Linked DNA regions of Pan troglodytes: regions 2 and 3 are each linked to region 1. The links are chromatin contacts, called in public Hi-C maps. All regions are on one chromosome and are shown on one strand. The core of a region is the stretch at or near the end of the contact, and the rest is flanking DNA. Distances in the headings are between cores, read along the strand shown. Region 1 has its middle 210 kb from the start of C7H7orf25. Region 2 has its middle 240 kb from the start of INHBA. Region 3 overlaps GLI3 (GLI family zinc finger 3).

The links. Hi-C and Micro-C count contacts between places; a contact is called where the count stands out from the background.
Region 2: a Hi-C map of induced pluripotent stem cells shows a contact between it and region 1, with 4 times the contacts expected there. The contact joins two enhancer-like sites. A contact is called at or near these places in 3 of 7 Hi-C or Micro-C datasets (induced pluripotent stem cells and stem cell-derived neural progenitor cells) and 1 of 1 other capture datasets (stem cell-derived neural stem cells).
Region 3: a Hi-C map of induced pluripotent stem cells shows a contact between it and region 1, with 2.0 times the contacts expected there. The contact joins two enhancer-like sites. A contact is called at or near these places in 2 of 7 Hi-C or Micro-C datasets (induced pluripotent stem cells and stem cell-derived neural progenitor cells).

The regions. Positions count from the first base shown.
Region 1 is chr6:46,692,046-46,695,700 of NHGRI_mPanTro3-v2.0_pri, forward strand. No RefSeq gene overlaps it. Among named protein-coding and RNA genes, the nearest start is that of C7H7orf25, 210 kb to the left of the region's middle. Within about 2 kb of position 1,571, at least 2 of the 24 cell types and tissues checked have an H3K27ac peak or open chromatin away from gene starts, as enhancers often do. A contact at or near this core is called in induced pluripotent stem cells and stem cell-derived neural stem cells, where this site is marked.
Region 2 is chr6:47,443,058-47,446,712 of NHGRI_mPanTro3-v2.0_pri, forward strand. No RefSeq gene overlaps it. Among named protein-coding and RNA genes, the nearest start is that of INHBA, 240 kb to the right of the region's middle. Within about 2 kb of position 1,699, at least 7 of the 24 cell types and tissues checked have an H3K27ac peak or open chromatin away from gene starts, as enhancers often do. A contact at or near this core is called in induced pluripotent stem cells and stem cell-derived neural stem cells, where this site is marked.
Region 3 is chr6:47,248,150-47,251,804 of NHGRI_mPanTro3-v2.0_pri, forward strand. The region is part of intron 2 of GLI3 (GLI family zinc finger 3); the gene reads left to right. Among named protein-coding and RNA genes, the nearest start is that of GLI3, 84 kb to the left of the region's middle. Within about 2 kb of position 1,997, at least 3 of the 24 cell types and tissues checked have an H3K27ac peak or open chromatin away from gene starts, as enhancers often do. A contact at or near this core is called in induced pluripotent stem cells, where this site is marked.

The DNA of each region.
Region 1 (3,655 bases), core at 321-2,820:
AACATGTTGCCGTCTGGAATGAGCAAGTGTTGCATTTGAGTCATATTTTCCACGCTGATGCTAAGCTTTCATGCTTCCTATGTCTGGTGCTGAAGGGAAGACTAGGAAATAAGAAACTGCAGCTAGGTCAGAAAATTTATATTTTACCCAAAGGGTTAATCGGCTTCTGGAGGGAACAAAGACATGGCGCTACTGTAGCTGCTTCCTGCGTACAAGAGAGTGAAGCGAAGACCATTCTAACTCAGCATCAAGGAGGGCTCCATGTGGGGTGGCCTCGGTCAGTGGGGACTGGATCCACCTCTTCGTGGTGCACACTTTGGGAAAAAAGCTTAAAGAAGTCATCTGATCTTCTGTATCTCTGAGAACCACATTGTGAGTTGCTGTCAAAGATTCAGAGCCCATTTTTAGGTCCTCAGGGAAGCAAACTGCTACGGGGAGCTATTTTCTTCGGGGAGTTGTGTAAGTCAAAACAAGTGTTTGGGAAAAAGTCCAATAATCAGCAAATGACAAAGTTCCATGCCAATGTGAAAATTGTGTACACACTAACAAGACATTGTTTGTTACTAAAATGGTTAAATAAAATTTAAAAATAGTAATTTGGACTCATTTGACTAGAATTACTTCCTCTCCAAAAGCAAGGATAAAGTAAACCATGTTTGGGTGACTATAACATACACATGCACACACATGCAAATATGCACACAACACACACATACACACATATACATAAATGTATACAAAATACACACAGTCACATGCTCATACATGTACATACACACACACATAAAACAACACACACATATATGTACTTACACACATATGTGCACATATGCACACACAGACATATATGAAAGGCAGAATGGGGAGAAAGAATTTCAAAAGCCTGGTGCTACTTTGAACCTCTCTTCTTAGGAAGAAGGCAAAATCATCTTTTAGTGAGGAAGATACCTTAAGATAATTACAAAAATAAGGCCACTTGGGTAGGCCTTAAATAGGAAAAGAGAATAATAAGAATTTGGCAATTTGCAGTATGAAGGAGTATCTCTTGAAGAGGAGAAAATCCTGGGAGATGGGAAGGGCAGGCCAGGAAAGAACTCCACTATGATGTCAGATGGCCCCTGGGTTCTTTCTTTAGTAATGCCCAGAAGTGAACTTGGAATTATTTCCTGTCTGGTGCTATAGTTCCTCTCAGCTACCCCAAAAACCTTACATCCTATTCTCTTGTATTGAACTTTGTGAGGAATGAAGGAAGGAGTAAGAGCAATAGGAAGGAGGTTATCAGATGTAGAAGCAGAGAGCAGGGTGAGACTATGACAAAGCCCATTTCCCCAGGTGTATTTGAAAGTGACTCTGGACAGCAGGAGTGGGTCCGGGAAAGTAGGCGAGCGCTTGGGTTACTCCTGCACTCGTTAAGTTGCCTCCTTTTGAGTCAGGAAAATATTTCCAGCAGCCACTGTGTTGCTCTGTGGCCCTCCCACAGGCTTCCTCTTTGCCCTCTGTGAGAGGGCTGAAGAGGTAAACATCTACAGCATTAGAGATTTTCCTTGGCTTGAAGTGAGTCTGAATGTTCGTGTGGATGCGAAGAGGCATTTGACCCCTAGAGGGTGATCACACCATATGGTAAAGGAGAGGACACCGGGAAGGCAAAAACAGAGAAGAAAACCGCACTAAGTTCCTTGTGTCCATTCCAGCTGATGTGTGATGGTATGTATAGTACCCCCGTGGGTATGGCAACCTCTCTCTGGGTATATCTCCTGGATTGTAAGGCAGAGTCTACTCTGGACTTGGAGTTTGGTGCCTTCCTGATGCAAAAAGCACGGAGCTGGTAAGCCCCAGCCCTTCTGGTCACTCACAAGAGGTTTGGGAGTGAGACTGGGTGAGGACCGGGATTCCCTCTACTTCTGCTGGTGAGACCAGCAGTCTCTGATGAAAACTGACTTTTCTGCAGACGTTGTGACTGCAGCTAGGCAGACCATGCCTGCAGGAAGGAAAGTGGGCCACCTCAGGGTGACTTCGAGACTGAAAACTAGGAATTGGGAACAATAAAATAAGGCAAAATCACCCTAATATAACTGACTCTCAGCAGAGCTTTGGTGCAGCTTCCTAGTATTGTGAGGCCCAGGGTTGAAAATGGAGTGACCCCATCCAGTCTCCACAGGACACAACTTCCCCTCCAGCTCCTGCCTCCTTAAAAGCCTGCAGCTGGCCGGTGAAGCCAGCTTCCCTCTTCTAAGGTGTGAGCCCACAGGCTCTCCTTCAGCCCAGGCAGGCTGCAGGAAGTCCCCAGCATTCCCCAGGGGGACGTGGAGGCCAGAACAACGTGTACATATTCCACAGCCTGTCCCTAAAAACAGGTAAAACCCAGAGACAAACCAGAGCTTTTTCATGTGCACTTTTCAATGAGTTTTGACAAAATTATATACGTATATAACCATCATCACAATCAAGACACAGAACACTTCAATCACCCCCAAAACTTTCTTGTGCCCATTCCCAGTCAGTTCCCCCTAACTCTCTTCTCCACACACCCTCTGGCTGGCTTTTCTATCACTATAGATTGCTTTGGGCCTTCCTAGAGTTTCGTACAAATGGCATCAGATAGTATGTACTCCTTTTGTATCTAGCTTGTGTCATTCTGCAAGTTTTTGAGGTTCATCCATGTTGTTCATTTCTTTTCATTGCTAGCTAGTATTCCCGTGTATGGATGTGTCATAATTCATCTATTTACATGCTGATGGGCATTAGATTGCTCCCAGTTTTTGACTAATATGATTATAGCTGCTGTGAGCATTCATGTACAAGTCTTCCTATAGACCAGTGTTTTGATTTCCCTTGAGTAAATAGCTAGGCATGGGATTGCCAGTTGTATGGAAAGTGTGTGTTTAACTTTGCAAGAAACTTTAAAACTGTTTTTTAATTGGTTGTATCATTTTATGTTCTGATCAACAATGTAGGAGAGTTCTCATTGCTCCATATCTTCTCCAATGCTTGGTATTGTTGATCTTTTTTATTTACTCATTCTAGGGAGTGTGAAGTGGTGTCTCATGGTGACTACTGACACTGAGCATTTCATCATGTGCTTATTAGTCACTTGATTATTTTCTTTTGTATAGTGTCTGTTCAAATATTTTCCTCATTCTTTGTTATGTTGTTTGTCTAATTTAGTTGTTGAGTTTTAAAAAATATATTGTGGCTTGCCTTTTCATTTTCTTAACAATATTTTCAAAAAGCAGAGTTTTTAATTTTCATGAAATCCAATATGTCATTATTTAATGGTTTGTGTCCTAAGAAATCTTTGATGCTCTCTACATGATTATTTTCTTCTGTATTTTCTTTTAGCAGTTTTATATATTAGTTCTTATGTTTAGGTTTATGATCCATTCTGAGTTAAATTTTATGTATGGTATGAGAATAAGGGTTGAGATTCCTTTTTAAAAATATGGATATATATTAAATAGTTGTTGCCACATCATTTGTAGGAAAAGCTATTATTTATCCCATGAATTGTCTTGGTGCCTTTGTTGAAAATCCATTGGCCATGCGTGTATGCATCTACTTCTGGACTCTCTGTTTTATTCCATTAATCTATGTCTTAGTCTATTTGGGATGCTGTAACAAATACCATAGGCTGGGTAGCTTAGAAGCAACAGAAATT
Region 2 (3,655 bases), core at 449-2,948, 750 kb after region 1:
GCTATAGGAGTATTCCATTTTATGGAATACTCCTGGATACTGCACTCACAGACTCTACTGTAAACTGAACACATTTATATTATATCTCTAATCTCTATTCTCACAATAGTCTTACTAGTATTACCACCACTTTAAAAATGGAGAGAGAGAGAAAGAGAAAGTGTGTGTGTTACCTTTCTGAAATCACTCAGCTAGCAAGTGCGAGAACGGGGATCCCAACCCTCACCACTTCTCCACATTCCTTGTTTTGCTAATCAAGATGTATGACCCTGTTTGGGGTTAGGCACAGTGGCTCAAGCCTCTAATCCCAGCACTTTGGGATGCCAAGGAGGGTGGATCACCTGAGCTCAGGAGTTTGAAACCAGCCTGGCCAACATGGTAAAACCCCATCTGTACTAAAAATACAAACATTGGCTGAGAGTGGTTGTGCACACCTGTAAATCCGAGCACTTTGAGAGGCTGAGATAGGCAGATCACATGAGGTTAGGAGTACGAGACCAGCCTAGCCAACATGGTGAAACTGCGTCTCTACTAAAAATATAAAAATTAGCCGGGCGTGGTGGTGCACCTGTAATCTCAACTACTCAGGAGGCTGAGGCAGGAGAATCGCTTGGACCCGGGAGGCAGAGGTTGCAGTGAGCTGAGATTGTGCCACTGAACTCCAGCCTGAGTGACGGAGTGAGACTATGTTTCAAAAAAAAAGATGTTATGACATTGTTTGGGTCATAATCAGTCACAGAGAAACATAGTGGCAAAATCCCAGTCTCTGAGTTCCAAGGCAGAGAATATGTGAGTTTACTCAGAGATGACAATTTAAGATTGCCTCTTCCTTAGCTCTGGGACCTCAGGCAAGTTTATGTATCTGTGCCTCAGTGTCCTCATCTGTCCAGATGACTGAATCATTGTGAGCAGGAGATGAGTTAAGTCTTGCAGTGTTTGCAGGCACCAGGGAGGTGGCACAGGTTATAATTAACAGTTCAGACATCAGGGAAGGGTTCCAAGAACATGAGTTAAACACTGACTAGGGAGGGGCCCTTTCAGAAGAGGAAGAGGTGGAGAGGAAGGTACAAGAGACAGTATGAGGTGGGAGAGTGGACCTCTGTAGATGAGGGTCAGGAAGGAGGTTGACGGGATGTACATAAGGCACTGGCAGGAATGAAAACTCGGGGTGAAGGTGCATAGGCCCCAAACACCCCATGAAGGAGTCTGGGCTTTGCCCTGGAGGACCAGAGCTGGAGGGGACACACCAGGGGGGCCAGTGGGTGTGCTTTTTGGAGAAAATTTTAGAAGAAGAGGGAGGAGGCCAGAAGTCAACGATGCCTGGTCTAGAAGTCATAGCTTCTGTGAACGAGGAAGTCTCATAGGCAAAAGAACAGGCCTGGTCTTATGGGGTTCTGGGTCCAAAGGCCAGACCTGTTGCAAAGTGTCAGCAAGAGAAAAATTCCTGGCCCTCTCCTGCCAGCTCTAGCTCCCCCTGTCAATGAGAGAAAGAACAGGCCTATTCCAGAACACTCAGCCATCAGGCACAATCTCCAAGACTTGACTGTCCACTGCCCTCCTTCCCTCCCTCCACACTCCCCTCACCACACTTGTGGAGGGCCTGGGGATTAATGCCCAGTTTGCAGGGCATTTAATAGTGGCTTCTCAGCCGGCGGAGCTGCAAACGCGTCCAACAGCCCCTTCAGCCCATGCTGCTGCTGCCACCGCGTGGTGCAGGCGGGGAATGACTGCGCACCGTCCCTGTTCAGCGGGAGCACCGGAGCCCATCTCCACCTCCGTTGTCTGCGCTGAAGAGGAAAGAACCACGTGGATTCAGTACGGGGAATGTTTCTTGTTTAGGAACTGTAATATAGGGATTGGACACTAGCTAAAAAAGAGCATCTTTGGAGATGGGGGGTATCAAACAGTTCAAATATGCTTGGGATTCATCAATATGAGACTTGGAGAAACATCTCTGTGGCCACTGCTGTGGCTTTCTTGGATCTGAACCAGACACTGCCTTTGTTTTTTACTACATATAAGCCAGAGGGAGTCCTGGGCTGCCTGAGCTGGGGAGGCGGGTGCGGTGACAGCAGCGCCCCTGCAGACTGAGCCTGCGAGTCCCACGCGTGAAGCCCACGCGTGAAGCCCGCGGGGTGCGCCGGGTTGTGCGGGCCATGGCAGCTCCCAGCCCCTCCACACATCGGGTCGGCCACTTCCCTGCGGGGACAGAATCCAGCATTTTTTCAACTGTCCTAGTCTATGTATAATTCCGTTTGTCTTTTGAAAGCAGTTGTTTATTTTGAAAGGCACAAGCGGAATGCCTTACATCAGCGCCCCTTGACCCGGAGGTAGGAGGAGCGTGAGAGGAGCCACAGGGTGGACTTTAAACCACACCGATGTGCTTGAGTCACGGGTCCTCGGGTAGCAAGTGGCTCTGCACAAGTTGTTGAACTTTTGAATTTTTTATTTTGACAGAGTCTCACTATGTCCCCCAGGCTGGTGTGCAATGGCACGATCTCGGCTCGCTGCAACCTCCGTCTCCCCGGCTCAAGCAATTCTCCTGCCTCAGCCTCCAGAGTAGCTAGGATTACAGGCGCCCCCCACCAAGCCCAGCTACTTTTTTGTAGTTTTAGTAGAGATGGGGTTTCACCATGTTGGCCAGGCTGGTCTCAAACTTCTGACCTCAAGTGATTCGCCTGCTTCAGGCTCCCAAAGTGCTAGGATTATCGGTGTGAGCCACCACGCCCGGCCAGTTGTTGAACTCTCTATGAGCCTCTGTTTCCTCATCTGTGGAATGTGTCCTAGTCTATGTAGTAGATTAGTCTCTCTTGTAGAGGAGTCCAAATCATCAAGGGCGGTGTGTTTGCCTTTCATTTTACCCCACTCCAGACCACTCAGCAGGGCCCCCTTCTTGTTACTCCCTTTAACTATTGCAGCGAGTTAGGCAGTGACCCTTATATTCATGTCCGGGCAATCACTTCAAACATGGATATAGATGAACTCTGTGCCAAAAGAAGCATGTAACTGATTGCCCCCCAAAAGGAGAGGGCCAGGGCTGGTCATAGCGATGACCATGTGCCCAGAGGTCTTAGCGTGTGCCCCAGAGGAGGCTCCAAAATGAGGAAATGAGGGATCTGAAGGGCGGAAGGGAAGAGAGGTTCAGGCAGGTGTCCAATGCTATCTGCCTGGTCAGTGACAGAGCCTGGACTGTGTGAAGGCAGATCCCATGCGTCTACCACTCACTGGCTGCCTCCAGCGGAAAGCAGAGTGGGCCCTGGGGTCACACACTCAGCTGGGAGGGAGTCCTCTTCCACGGAGTCAGTGGGTGACAGGGAATAGCCAGAAGCAGGGAAAGGAGAAGAGAGTGAGCCGAACAAGGTCATGGCAAAGTCTGGGTGAGAGGGAGGCTCCCAGGTGCAGGGCATTGAGAAGGGAACCCACAAGGGGAGGGGCCGAGGGTGGTGAGCCGTGGCTGGGGCACACTGAGGGTGAGGAGAGCATCCCGTCCATGTGAAAATACCCAGGAGCTTGGGGATTTTGAGCTCCTATGAGTGGGCATCTCATACCCAGAGTTCATTGCTGATGCCTTGACTGATTTCTTAAAACAGAAAAGATTTACTTGTAGGGGAAAGGAAGGAGAAAGACAGAAAAGAAATGTAATAGAGTGTCCCAG
Region 3 (3,655 bases), core at 747-3,246, 560 kb after region 1:
TCTTGCCATTTCATAGCCATCTGCTAACAGCTTTCCCTCCCGCTTTCTTAATAGAGGCATCATTATCCTCGGCCCTCCTCCTTTTTCTTGTATAATTAAAGAATGTTACCTTTGATGTCTCTTGAAGCTGCAGTCTCCCATCCTGCCTTAGCTTTCTTGATCTCATACCTGTAAATTTGTGCTGTATCTTCATAGTTCTTAGGGAAAGGGCTTGATTTTCCTCTGTGTGCTGTTCACAGTTTGGGTTAATTTAGAGTAACCGATCTGGCATTTTATTGCTCTCTTCTCCCTGTCTTCTGATATAGTTTGGATTCTTGTTGTACTCTTTGAAAAGGATCCAACTTCCTCAATTCTTTAAGCTATTAAATTTGGGTCTATCCTACAATGGACTGTTCTCATCATTCTAATGTCTTCACTTCTTTTGAGGGGGGCCAGGCTTTTCATTAACCTCAGTTTTTCAATGAGTTTCTTCTTCTTAGAACAAAATAAAGCAAGATTCCATTTGATTCCTTCAGCTATTTATTTTTGTGTTCATTCTGTCAGTCATGTATTAATTGAGCATTTGCTTATTGAGTGTCGCCTAAGTGCTAAACAGTGTTGAACAAAATGAGCAAGTGCCTGCTTCTGTGGAGCTTTAGGCCATTGAAAAGTCAATACAAGGGAGCTGTCAGGGGAGAGAGAGTGAAGAGTCCTTTGAGAGCAGGTGAGGGACTTACCCAGCCTTGGCAGTCCAGAAGGCCTACTGGAGGAGGTGACATTTGAAAGAGGTGAGGAAAGAGTAATCTAGGCAAAAAGGAGCATTTTTCAAGGCCTGGAGGCCAAGGGAAGAACTGACATCTGCAGGACTTGAGAAGAATCTTTGTGGTTGGAGGGTGAATTTCAGGAGGGAAGTGGCAAAGACAGGGCTCAAGAGGTCCAGGCCAGCAGGCTTCTGTGAGGAGCTGTTTGTTTCTCTCCTGCAAGAGTCTGGGGTGATTACTAAGACTTGTTCCATGGCCCTTTGTATATTTAAACAGACCTTTGGGTTCCCAATCACTTACCCAGAATTTCTCCATTGCAGAATTGAATTCACCCTTGCTTTCAATTTGACAGCGTGCGACTCCTTCACAGGTCACAGGGCTCCCCTCCCAGGCGTCCCTGGCTGGGCTGCTGTCTCATTGGTCTTTAAGGATGTGCTGCTGCATTCCTTTGTGTAGCAGGTCATATATATATATTTTTGAGATGGAGTTTCGCTCTTGTTGCCCAGGCTGGAGTGCAATGGTGTGATCTCGGCTCACCGCAACCTCCGCTTCCCGGGTTCAAGCGATTCTCTTGCCCCAGCCTCCTGAGTAGCTGGGATTACAGGCATGTGCCACCATGCCCCGCTAATTTTGTATTTTTAGTAGAGATGGAGTTTCACCATGTTGTCCAGGCTAGTCTTGAACTCCTAACCTCAAGTGATCTGCCCGTCTCGGCCTCCCAAAGTGCTGGGATTACGGGCGTGAGCCACCATGCCCAGCCAGCAGGTCATATTTTTTCTTCAAGACAACACAATTTATTTTTACTTGTTCTCAACTGCTGAGCTGTTCTGTAATAGGTAACCCCAATCACCACAATATCTTGATCACAAACTACAAATAAAAAACATAGGAAATAACTGTGGCTTCGTTCCTAAAGAATTAACAGTGTTCTGTATCAAGGCACATTTTAATTTCCACTTACAGTGTTCAAAATGAAAAAAAAAAGCATTGAGTTTTATTTTATTGGAAAACTCCCAAATGCTGTCACATCAGTCAAGCTAGAGAAATTGTGCAGCAGGGCCACGCTGAGGTTGGAGATAGGGCCCAGAAATAACCAAGTGAAATTCATCTGGGAAATTTAGTAGCTAACACCACCGGGGGAGCATGAGAACAAAGACTGGCATTAGTGGAATGAGCCTGCAATCCAGCCAGGACTGAAAGAGTCTCAGGGGAGAGGATGGGACCCCGGAGGAGACTTGTGCCATGCTCCCTAGGGAGCCGCAGGCCTAATCAGTGGACATTGTGAGGCTCAAAGGGAGCCTGCTCTAGGAAGCGGGGTGTTTACCTCGTCCACTGGGGGGACCCAGATCTGCATCCTGATTGTGCTCCTGTCTTGTGAGTGGAGTAAAAGGAGGTGCCTGTTTCCTAGGTAATTTAGAGAAGAGCAGAGAAGTGCACGTGGGGGATGCTGAGAAGCAAATGCCAGCTCTTCTTCTGGTTTGCTTTCGTGGAATAAGCCTGTTTTCAAATGGGGCAAGATTTCACATTTCCTTTCCCTTCCCCTACCCCTGTGTCTCCTCTTTGTAAGAAATTTATTCCCTCCTCCCCCAGGGGTGAAGGGAAACTAACATACAATGGTAGCTTTCCTGTGACCTCGCTCCCTGCTAGAGAATCTGTGATCCACTCCAACTTGGTGTCTGTGATCCCAGCTTGGCTCAGTGAACCTGACCAAGTGGGTTGACCTTTTGATCAAATGTGCAGTTTACCTCTCATATATAGGTCTGTGAGATGCATTTTTATGTAGCCTCTATCTTTTACGATGAATGATGTTTTAAATGTAGTATGTGTTTATCACATTGCCACAGATCGATGATGTGGGAGATAGTGAACAATTGGAGACACCTGAGTGCCTCTGGGGGACTCAGTCCTTCTGATAACACTGCTGACGTGACCTGCCTCGAGTCTCACTCCATTAAGTACATGATGCATGATATTTATTTTCATTAAAAAACTTTGTGCAGTGTTTTGAGAGGCTGCTGTGAGTCAGACACTATTCTAGGTCCTGAGGGGTCAGCGTTTGCCAAAACAAATCAGGTTCTTGTTCTCAAAGCTGACATACCAGCCAGAAGAGACATACAACAAACACCTAGGCAGAGCCTTAACAAGAAGATACAGGTTGAGTACCCCTTATCTGAAATGCTTAGGACTAGAAGTGTTTTAGATTTCAGATTCTGAATATTTGCATATATAGAATGAGATATCTTGGAGATGAAATCCAAGTCTACACACACAATTCATTTATGTTTTATATATACCTTTTCCACACAGTCTTAAGGCGATTTTATGTAGTATTTTAAAACAATTTTATGCATGAAACAATTTTAGCTGCATTTTGACTATGACCCATCACATGAGGTCGGTCAGGTGTGGAATTTTTCACCTGTGGCATCATCTCAGCTCTCAGAGTTTTGAATTTTGGAGCATTTCAGATTTTCAGATTAGGGATACTCAACCTATAGCTGGTGGTGCTCTGAGGGTAATAAACCAGGTGATGTGCTAGAGAGAGACTTGGGTAGGAATGTTGTGCCTTAGATCAGGTGGGTGGGGCAGGGAAAGCCTTGCTCAGGAGGTGTCTTTGCAGCCAGAATAACTGAATAAAAAAAGAGAAGCTGCCCTGGGAGATCTGAGGGAGAGCATTCTACTGAAAGGTTTGCCGTGAAAAAGTACCAGGAGCAGAGAGCATGCCAATGTGGTCATTGGCCAGGGGGTGGGACAGTAGGGGGAGATGAGATTGAGGACCTTGTGGGCCAACAAAAAGCCAGTGGAAGAAGTGTTGTGATTTGATTTTTATTTTAGGACTGTCACTCTGGCTGGTGTGCAGTGACGTTTGTGAAGGCATGGAATGTGGAATCAGGGAGGTGACTTAGCAGGCTGCT